Linked DNA regions of Gossypium hirsutum: region 2 is linked to region 1. A link is a contact called in public Hi-C data. All regions are on one chromosome and are shown on one strand. The core of a region is the stretch at or near the end of the contact, and the rest is flanking DNA. Distances in the headings are between cores, read along the strand shown.

The links. Hi-C and Micro-C count contacts between places; a contact is called where the count stands out from the background.
Region 2: a contact with region 1 is called in a Hi-C map of leaf, with 4 times the contacts expected there. The contact joins the promoter of LOC107913679 here to the promoter of LOC107913683 in region 1. A contact is called at or near these places in 4 of 34 Hi-C or Micro-C datasets (callus, hypocotyl and leaf).

What each region holds. Positions count from the first base shown.
Region 1 is chrD11:38,285,681-38,291,186 of Gossypium_hirsutum_v2.1, forward strand. It overlaps LOC107913683 (fasciclin-like arabinogalactan protein 21), which reads right to left and starts at 2,946. Exons shown (of 1, transcript XM_016842339.2): 1 at 1,259-2,946. The coding sequence starts at 2,885. The coding sequence ends at 1,557.
Region 2 is chrD11:38,452,901-38,458,406 of Gossypium_hirsutum_v2.1, forward strand. LOC107913679 (protein CELLULOSE SYNTHASE INTERACTIVE 1) reads right to left here and starts at 2,198. Exons shown (of 8, transcript XM_016842336.2): 1 at 1,755-2,198; 2 at 1,417-1,587; 3 at 483-556. The coding sequence starts at 1,419.

The DNA of each region.
Region 1 (5,506 bases), core at 1,696-4,195:
AAATCTTGGGAAGGAAGCAAATTTATTAGTTGCTGCTGCCTTTATGTGTGATAATAAAGATTAAAAGAAAGGAACTCCTCAAACAAGAGCAAGAGGCAGGAAATCACATTCATCATCGTCGTCGTCGTCGTTGTGGTGTGTGCATGTCAGGTTTTGCACATCATACCCTGCCTCACCTGCTTCTTGCATCACCTCTCACTTGCGCAAGGCTAGGGAGGATTTTAATGCTTGCTTAGAAGCCCAAACTGCATCTTAATTTCTTACACAGCTAAATGTTAATTTGTATGAATTTTTGTTTACCCTTTATTATTACCCCGAGAAAAGGGAAAAAAAAGAAATAAACCATATTTTTATAGGTTGAGACATACGTGATTTAAATCATTTATGGATACCCAAAAAAAATTCATTTAAAGAAAGAATTAAGCCTAATTAACGAAACTTTAGATATCATTTGTCCCTTTACACTTTGCTTCTATGCTCTTAACAATTCTAAGTTCCAACAGTTTGCTTATACTACACAAAATTACTTTAGCCAGCTACATTTTTAAGAAAAAGGAAATACTATCATCAATTAACGAAGTATCATTGTATCTTTCCCTAAAATTAATTTTATAAAACAAGTACAACTCACGTATTTAAACACATTATTCTTTAATTTAAAAGTTTAAGAGAATTGAGTAATAGTAAAAACATCCATAACACCTTCACACTTTCCTTAATTCTCAATTACTCAACGATAAATTTATCTCACTTCTAACCTGATCGTCAATACAATGATATATCATACTCATAATATAAACACAATGAATTCCAAGTATTAGTATCCCTGGCTGAACATGTTTTGTTATTCTTTTCTTGTTCATCTTGGCTTCTTTAGATTGTGTAGAAAACAGCTATATATTATTCATTTTAAATGTATTCAAACTTAACATTTTGAATATAAATATATGCATAACGGACTAGTTATTGAAATAAATGATTAAATATATCGAGCACGGCATCTGGCCCAAGCCCCATTTTTGCAGATTGGACTCCAAAATGAAGAAATCCAAATGGGATAGACGGAGCCCAACCTAAAGCCCAAAACTCATCACGTTCCGGTATCGGTTATGAAATGGTTCCCGAATTAAGCTTATTTTAGCACTGGATGGAATTTTGACATAACCCACCCTACTCGCCCTATCTGAATTCCAATATATTCTACTAAGATTACCGCTATATGAATGTTATCTTTGCCGAACTAAAACAAATATACATAAAAAAAAAAAACGATTCCTCTGATATCTACTCATTTGCTAGCATGCAATCGTTCGCAAAGAGATGATTATCTCTTTTACAACAGTAACCTTTTTATTAATCCTTGCTAAAGTACTGGAACATAACAACCATTCATCTCCCCCCAAACAGACACCTCACAATCGAATTCTTTTAACCTAAAAACAGAGAGACTTATCAAAGTTTTACTCAGTAGACTAAACACAGATTCACCGTGAATTCCAAAGCTAGGAAAAAGAAGGCGTTCCTGCATTTCACTGTACATGCATCAGCAAAACCTTTCAAAGACCATGGTCATGGACATGGTGGTCTTCAAGTTCCAGCATGTGGGGCTTGAGCTGAGTCGCCACCTGATTCACCTGGCTCATTCCACAATTGCCTTGGCCTTGCTCATTCGAAGCTTCACAATCCCCATTTGTTCCTCCCACCGTCGACGTCTGATCTCCACCTAAAATGGCATCAGTCACCGCAGCCATAGGATGAAGATGTGGGAATGGCAGGTAAATGCTATGCACTATAACATTCAAATTCCTTATCATATCAGCAACCTTAATCGCCACATAGTTGATCCTCAATTGATTCTTCGTAACGCCTTCTCCCGCCGTCGTCACCACCAAACTCTGCCCTCTGTCCAATGTCGGCAGCGTGGTCCCCACTGGAAGTCTCTCCAGATCCGCAACAGTCAAAAACTGATTTGGCACGATATGGAATCTTACACTGTGGATGTAAGCGTACGAACCGGAGAAGATGGACACATCATCAAGACCAAAGATCGTGACATTGATGAGAGGAATGAGTTCGGCATATTTGACTTTCATAGCGAGTGAGAGAACGGAGAAGCCGTTATTTCTCAGCCGTAGCATGGCGTCTCGAAGCATGAATCGCATCAGAGCCACATTCTGTTGCTGCTTAAATTGGTTGTTTTGGCTCTGGCCGTGGTGGAACGGGAAAGAGAGTGACGTCATCCGTTCTACGTCACAAGAGAAAGGCGAGAGAGGTGAGATGTAGCCTTGGAGGCCGTGGATAATGAGTAGACCGTTGTTGAACAGATCTGGCTGAGTGATTTCAACTCCGCCGATGAAGATCTTGTGAACGGTGAAGTTTTTCTGGTTGTTAGCGGTGGAGGTAACGGTTAAGCAACGGCCGGGGCTGAGAGTTTCGACTTTGGTACCGAAGGTGAGTTTCCGGAGGTAATCGTTGGTGAAGAGGCCAGGAACCATGTGTTCACGGAGGAGGGAAGGAGTAGAGCAAGAAACACACGAGCGGACAGAGGAATCAGAGGGAGCAAAGATAGTGTACGGACCAGACCAAGCAGCGGCGGAGGTAGAGTCACTGAAGAGGGAGGGAGCGGCGGTGGCTAGCTCGTTGAAGCCGAGATGAGACAGGATTGGTGCAAGGAGTGAAGTGTGGGGGAGGAGCGAGTGGTCGGCGTGATCTTGAGGTGGTTGAGGTGAAGGTGAGATTGTGAAGAAGGGTGATTGTTGTGGAGCGCTGATGGTGGCAGTGGAAGCGGTGGAGGTGGAGGTGAGAAATTGGTCGAAAGTGGTGTGGGAGACGGAGAGGAAGGAGAGAGCGAGGAAGATGATGAGAGTGAGAGAGGGAATAGCCATTTTTCAAAGAGGGAGTTTGTTTGGAGGATTCTTGGAAAGAGATAGGAAAATGATAGAGAGATGGAGAAAGCAGATGGATATGTATTTATAAGGGAGGCGCGTGGGAATTGGGGAATGAAGAGGCTGACACCAACCGTTTTAGGGGGTTTGTTAGGAGTGTCCTTCAAATAAATTTTGTGATTTCTGTTATTTTTGGCGGGAACCAAGAAACGACTTTTGGGTGCGTTTTCAGATTCATTTACGAACTCGGTTATAACTAAATTCGTCATCAATTCATTTCTGCTGATCAGACGGTCCAAAACTTGCTATGCTGATTCCCAGTTACTCACTGTTGTATTTCATTTCCAACACCTTACTTTAATCAAATGCCCAAATTGCCCCACTGTAACACGTGTTTCTAAAAATTAAAATCTTAATTATAAAAATTAAATATCTTTTGCTGAGCTACCTCGTATGGATTGGATGGCAACCGGGGGGCAATCTTTCTCCAACTCCACTCAATCCTCACTCTTAAAAAATTATTTGTTTTGAACACGATTTCATAATTTATTCAAAGATTCAATTTCAACTCTAATCCAACACCATTCAATTTTTTATTTTTATTTTAAAATAAATAAAATTACATTTTTAATTGTTTTTTCTTATTTCGAGCAAATAAGGTTTTTTTTTTATGTTTAAACTTAAAACTTAAAATATTATTTATTTATATATTTATTATTTATTAAAGAAAATTTTTAATATATATTTATATATATCAAGAGTATTTTTATAAATATCACGGTATAGGCAGAACAAATTTTTTTAAAATCTAACACTAATCTAATTATTACTTTTAATTTAACTCAACCTGAAAATAATTTTTTTAAAATAAAATCCACGAGTTGGAACTCATCATATTCAGGATATTTTTACCTCCCTACTCACAGTTCACAAGCCTGCAAATATTTATTTCAACCTTTTTCTAACCAAAAAAAAAAAATTGTAAGATCTCATCAAATTTAATCAATAAATGAGTTATAATTTATAGAGTTTAGGCTTAATTCTTTCTCAAATTTACAGAAATGGTGACGTAGAGAAAAACAAATTAATATTTAAAGATGTAATGCAAAAACAAAAATCAACAATAATGTATGAAATTAATATTCCTCAATCACGTTTTAGTATTGTATTATTCATGTTTAGGTCTTATAAATCTCTAATTTTATCATGCCAATTGTTATATATGAATTTTGTATGTTTTCCTTTCGTTTGGATTTGGACACCCATTTGCAATAAATTTAACATTACTCATTATTTTGCCTTTCATTTTACCAATGTGAGGTTGGTGGCTCTCTTTTTAAAGAAAGACGATTTTGAATTTATGATTTCATTTTGATCTGTATATCAGACCATCCAACAATGATAATGTAAGTTGATTTCTTAATTTAGCAAATGCTCATTTGTTGTTAGCATAATATTGCATTGGTATTAGGGTTAGGTTATTGGTTCGGTTTTTGATAAACTATATATGAGTTCAAAATTTAGATTGTAAGTTTAAATCTTGGGTGATAATGTTAATATCTAATTTTGAAACATGTCTAAAAAATTTAGAGATTATGATCATATAATTTGTATTACTGACGTGTTAGGTTTTTTTAATGGATCCAAAATTTTGCAATGAGTATATATATTTTTAGGGTATTCAAACGGTCGGTTTGATTAATATTTGAATTAAATTACGGTTAATCGAATTAATCGAAATCATAAAAATCTTAACGTTAACCGAATCGAAACCTTTTCAAAATCTTTTAACCGGCCGGGATAAATTCGATTAATTTGGACAGCTAACCAAATTAATTAAAATTTTTACATGTTTTTTTGTTTTGTTCAAATAAATATGAAACATGAAAACATACAATTGCAATGTTATTTTTCTTGTTTTTAATTAAAAAAGAAGAAGCAAAAACAATAAATAACACAATAACATCTGAAAAAATAGAACGTCGGTAATGACAATGTATCGCAAAGAAAAAGAGAGAAAAATAAAAAACACACAAATTTTATGTGAAAACCTTTCGGGGAAAAAAATCACGGGAAGAGGAGAAGATAATTCACTATGTCGAATTTGAATGATTACAAGAGGAGTAGACTATGTCTATTTATATGCTTGTTAAACCATATTCTAATAGGAGTACTGTAATAAGATTGAAACACCTTATTCTAATCAATATCAAATAGATGGAGCTTAATAAGGTTTAAAAAACCTTATTCTAAAATAAAATAAAAGAAATGTAGTTCTATATGGATTTTACTTTTATTTTATCTTACCAATATATTTTATTTAAATAAGGATTCGGGTCACTTAATTCTAACAATCTCCACCTTGACACGAATTCTCAATGAACAAGTTCTTCATCGGAAACTCTCAACGAACAAGTTCTCCACCTCTTCCATAAAACCCCTTAAGGGTTTAACTTCAACAATGAACACCAACCAAGTCTAAGTAATGTTCAAACTTGGTTATAGGAAGTGACTTAGTTATCATATCTGCAGGATTTTTATGAACACTAATTTTGCTCACAACAATATCACCACGATCAATAATATCATGAACAAAATGATACTGAACATCAACGTGTTTT
Region 2 (5,506 bases), core at 948-3,447, 170 kb after region 1:
ACGTTACCAAAACAAATGGAGTGGTGCTAAAGTAGATACTCTCTATCAGTTATAGTTCAGAAGCAACAGGAAAAGAATACAAGGCCTATGACAGCAAACCAAAATACTCAACTAAAAAGCTAATGAGGCCTATGACAATAGAATCCAAGTCAAAGACACTGATAAGCATATTTTTTTTTTTGGTAATAAAAGAAAAACAACCGGGGAGCAATACAGGGACATTGAACAAAAACTTAAAAGGAGGTTCAACACCTCTGCTGGTGGAAATTGGTACCAGTGCTCTTCTATCCCTCTCTCTCGTGCCAAGACCGCCATGTTCTAACTAAACAGTTAGCTAAACTTTATGCTGTTTGCAAATTTCAGACTGCTCTAAATCTAGTAAGCAGCTCCCTTCCCAGACTTCTCCACATTGTTCTAAACTCTTCAATGCAATGCACCTTGTGTCCTTGCATAAAGTATGCTACAATAAAGCTCACACTAACCTCAGACCCATTTTTATAACTGAATGTGGAGTTGGCGGCTCGGAATCTTGAAGTTTTGCATCCCCATTTTTGTCCTGCAACCATGAGAGACATAAAAAAGGTAATGATGTTAAAAATTCAAATTTATTCAATTGATTATAACAAGTCATCAACAGGTGAATGAAAGTAGCCATGTAAAAATAATAAAAACAAGCTATATGATTATAGTGAGAAGCTATACTTAAGAAAGGGTATGGAAATCATTAACAAGAAAGCATTGCAGAATTTAGTTCTGAAACAATCAAAAAATATTCCCAACTCGGCCGATTATTCTAGGGCTTAGAGAAAGTTGAAAGTAGACATGCAGCATTTCGTTCCTCTGTTCGTTGTTTTGGGGACAGAGATACTGGTAATTACCTGTCACATTCTAGTATGAGAAAATCAGAGAATACACATTGTCATATTGTTTCTCAGCATATGTCTCTGAACTAAACTCCATTGTTAATGGCAAACTTTTAGAGAAATGAAATGAACCGGTAGGTGTAGCATTAATGCACATTAATGACACAGTCACCTCAAAGTATATTATTTTGAAGAACGTATATTTGAAAATCACATATTAAATTTCGGAATAAGTGGCTCTTGATAAATTTCAAATAGAAGTGCTCTTCAGCCAACAAATTGGCAATAAAATTTCTGAGTGCCCATATCCAAATCTATTTTAGGTTTCATCATTGTTAGACCGCATTTCCTTATCGAAGAAAAGAAACAATCATTCTCCAATCTTATAGAAAACAAATTCTACTAAAAGGATGCATTTATTTATTAACAATGATGAAAATGAGATCAAAACACATCAACCACCTTAAACTTCATAAATGTATCATATCAATAAATTCACAAACCATATCCTTTAAATCATCCCAAAACTAAGCATGAAAATTTAGAAACACACCATATCATTAGCAGCAAGGCCGCTGCCATTGTTGGCAGCGAACCTCCAAGACACTGTCGCCGCCAGCTTTGCTTTTTATTGCAAAATTCGCTGAATCTTGAAAGAAAAAATAACAAACCTTAGCCCCTCGTCAGATCCAGCCGCTACGCGTCGTCAAAACATTAAAATCCCCTGCCAAAAAGTAAAAGAAATAAGTTAAATACGAATTTCTAAATAAAAAAAAGTCCGGATCAAGCAAAAATCATGATAATTCAACAAAAGACCTCAAAAGAACAATAAACAAATACATCTAATACTAGTAAACTGAAAGTTCAAAAAGGGGAAGAGCAAAATATCACATTTCCATCGCACTGATTTTGTATCATTTTCCATTAAAATGAACTGAAATTTTACCAAATTGAAAGTCGGTAGATAGCAGATCGAAGAGGGATTAAAGGAGAAAAAATGAGGAGCTTAGATTTGGAAGAAACGACACCGAATGATGAAAATAGAAATGTAGATGGAAAAAAGAAAGAGAAAGTGAAGGCAAGCCTTCAAGAGAGAGAAATGAAGGAAGAATGAGCTTAGTCTCCTTGATTTGGAGTGCTTCTATCTATCAATTTCGTAGAAGAGAAGCCAACGATGAGAGAAATATTAAAGACAGAGAGAGAGAAAGAGAAACTGATTTTCTTTTTTTTTAATTTTTTGGGTAATGCTTCTTCTACTTCTTGTCTTTCTGTTTTTACGTTTTTAATTTATTTTTTTTTTCTGTGAAAAGAAAAAAGAGCGAAGGTTGTGTTTTGTTTTCAGTTCACTCACAGCTCACACAGCCGACGCTTTAACTGGACCACCGACAACTTGAAAGCTCTGCTTCTCGGCTCAGCTTCTTCTGTTCTAAACTCGGCTTTTCTATTTAAAGATTTTTTTTTAAAAAAAAAGGTATACTTATGCTCCCATTTTATAATTATTTTACTTTTAATTTTTAATTTTTAATTTTTTATTTTTTATTTAATAACTAAACTTGAATGGATTTTAATTATCAAAATTAAAAGAATAAAAGTAGGTTGGGTACTCATCTTTCTCAACAAGAATTTGAGTGTAAATCATGATTTTACAAAAAAAAATTCAGCTTATAATTAATTTTTTTAAATAAAATTTTCAATAATTTATATATATTAATGCAGTAAACCTATTTAAAATATTTATATATTTATTAATTTGTTAGTATAAGAATTTGTATTGCATAAAATTTTTAAATGTGCTAATTATGTTATATTTTATTGTTGTTAACCTTTAATTATTTAAGACAAAAACTTTAAAATATTATTTTAAAATGAAAAAGACATAATAAGAAAACCATGCAGCTTCAGTTTAAGCAACCCAAGCGGCCAAGTAGGTAAGCCAGCATCTTTTTCTCTCTCTTAGTTGGCTGGAAATGGATACTCATTGGTTTGTTGTTGTTTTTCTTTTCCAAAATATTCATTGTCTTATTGGTAAACAGTAAGATACACCTAATTATAATTATTATTAATTTGTTCCTAATAATATTCCTTGTTATTCTGTTACTACCACAGCAGAAATTTTATTCCAATTACCAATATACCCTTTCCTGTTTACTTTTCTTTTTATATATTATTGAATAAAAACAATAAAAGAATAACACATTTATCAACTTTTCCTTTTTTGTAAGTAGTAGACTGTCAGATATTTAACCTTTTTTAAATTTATGATTAAAAATTAAAGGAAAATAAAACCATTTGGCTTGATCAGTAATTTACTAAACAATTGGGTATGGAAGAACAATCCTACTCTACTGTAATTAATTCATATTATTTAAGCTCAGCATATTGATTCTAATTTTTACACCAGAGGCAAATTCTATTGTACTATTTTTTTATATTACTAGTTTAGGTATAAATCTAAACATAAATATCAGAAAATAATTTTTTGGATAATATAATCAAATATATATTTATTAAATATATAATATATCATGTTTACGAATATATTTACTAAAAACAGTAATATCATATTAGAAATTCAAAATTCTTTTTTGGAAGACTCGAAGGAAAGTGAGAACTAACGTTGTAATCAAGAAAAAGGATAAAAGTAAAACAAAGGGCTTATGTGTGTTAGACATACTATCCCAAGTAAGTACAGCCACGCTCAACCATTTCGCCAATCTACAAGCGCATCACATCAAGTCATATTGTCCATCTAATAAAAAAAGATATTTACGTATCAATTGAATATCAACTCGATTGATATGAACATTGTTGTCCATGCATGAAGACGTGGATTTGAGTGCGCTGAAGCACATTATCCTCTTATTTTTGTGTTAGGGAGAGACTATGGGTAATTCTAGTTATTGTGCCAAAAAATGATCAGAACCTATAATGAGATTGTTTAAAAAAAAGATATTTACATTATGCGACTCGGGTGATAGGCTACCAATTAAGAGTGATAAGTAGCCTATGAACATCTCCATTAAATACATGTCTAAAGTCAGCGGAGTCAAGACAACAACTCCACCTATCAATCTATCTTTGTTTTCCAACAACACTAAGCTCTTCCATCTCTTAGAATATCTCTTACGACTCTTGGCCCGCTAGGTGAATAATCTCTCTAACCCCCTCCAATTTCATTCATAAACAATTGGTTCAGTGTGCATAGACAACACAACTTATTCCAACTATGATATCCTTACCAACAAAGAAGAACATCAAAGGTTGAATCTACAACCTCTACCTCAAACTCAAACAACCCTGGACCAAACCTGATTATCCTATCAACAATCGTAGCCTTAAGTTCATACAAGTCATCATTACGATTTGTACAACCCTTATAACCTACATTATCCTTACTACATGGCGTACTCGAACCACCTACCACTTAGGTACTATGTTGCTTATCTCAACTAGTAGTCATATCCCTCCCAAACCCACCCTTACTATTTCCTTAAGGATTAAACCTCTCAAAACACCAACACAAATTCTCAATCATTCAAAGAAATCCAAAAAGAAAATGAAAATCCTTGAAGAATATATCTTGACGCAACAATAACTCTACCAACAACAATAAGAAATCAATCTACACAATGAGAAAATCATTACAGAATTACAAGCAAACCAGAACCCCCAACTACGTGCCCCACAACCAGAAGTACAAAATGAAGAAATTGCCTAGTCATTTCCCTATAAGCAAATAAATCCAATTACATACCCACAATACCAACCACATATGTTGTACCCCCAATAGTTACTAGATGCAAGCCTTAAGAAAATAAACACAATCTTTCAATAAGTTAAAATTGATAAAGAGGGAATAAAATTACTTCAACAAACCTTTTACCCTAGAAATAGCAGTAGAATACATGTCTCCAACCTTTAAACTTCCCAAAGAGATATATGATGGTTAGAATGACAATTAGGACCACCTTTTTTAATACAATAGTTACAAGAATATTTTGAGTGCCTTTGATGCCTTAAAGTGTTGAGCTTTCCCCATGACACTCAACGACCATGAAAGGTCATGGTATCTAACTTATTCATGAATAGACTCCTCACTAACAAAATATTGCTACAAAGCCCAGTACAGTCACTTTCTATCAAAGAAAATAAGGGCGAGTCACTCAGGGAGTTTATTCATAGATTTAATGTAATAACACTATCACACCCCAAGTCTAGCGGATCTGAGATTAAGGCATGTAGTAGTGAAATTATCTATTTGGAGAAGTGTAATTCGCCTAATTGCTTTTGCTGGCGAATATGTGTGGGCGTATAGTAACCATTGTGTAAGTAAGGAAAGATTCTACTTCAAGTTATTCTGTTATTTAAAGAAAAAGAATGTATAAGAGATAAGGTAAGTATGGTATGAATTACCGTCAAATGTACAGAACGTCTTATTTGTTTGAGTACTGTGCTAGTTGGATTGTAAAGTGACCTGGTTAGAGAGCAATTGGATTGACTTGTCTAATATCCATTATGAAGGATTTTTATTTATGTTTCTCTCGAAATTTGTAGGCCATTAAAAATGAAAATTTCTAAATTAAGTGACACTTGTTAAGCTCCACTAAGCGAGAATGGGTCATATATATGTGTATGAGAAGGCT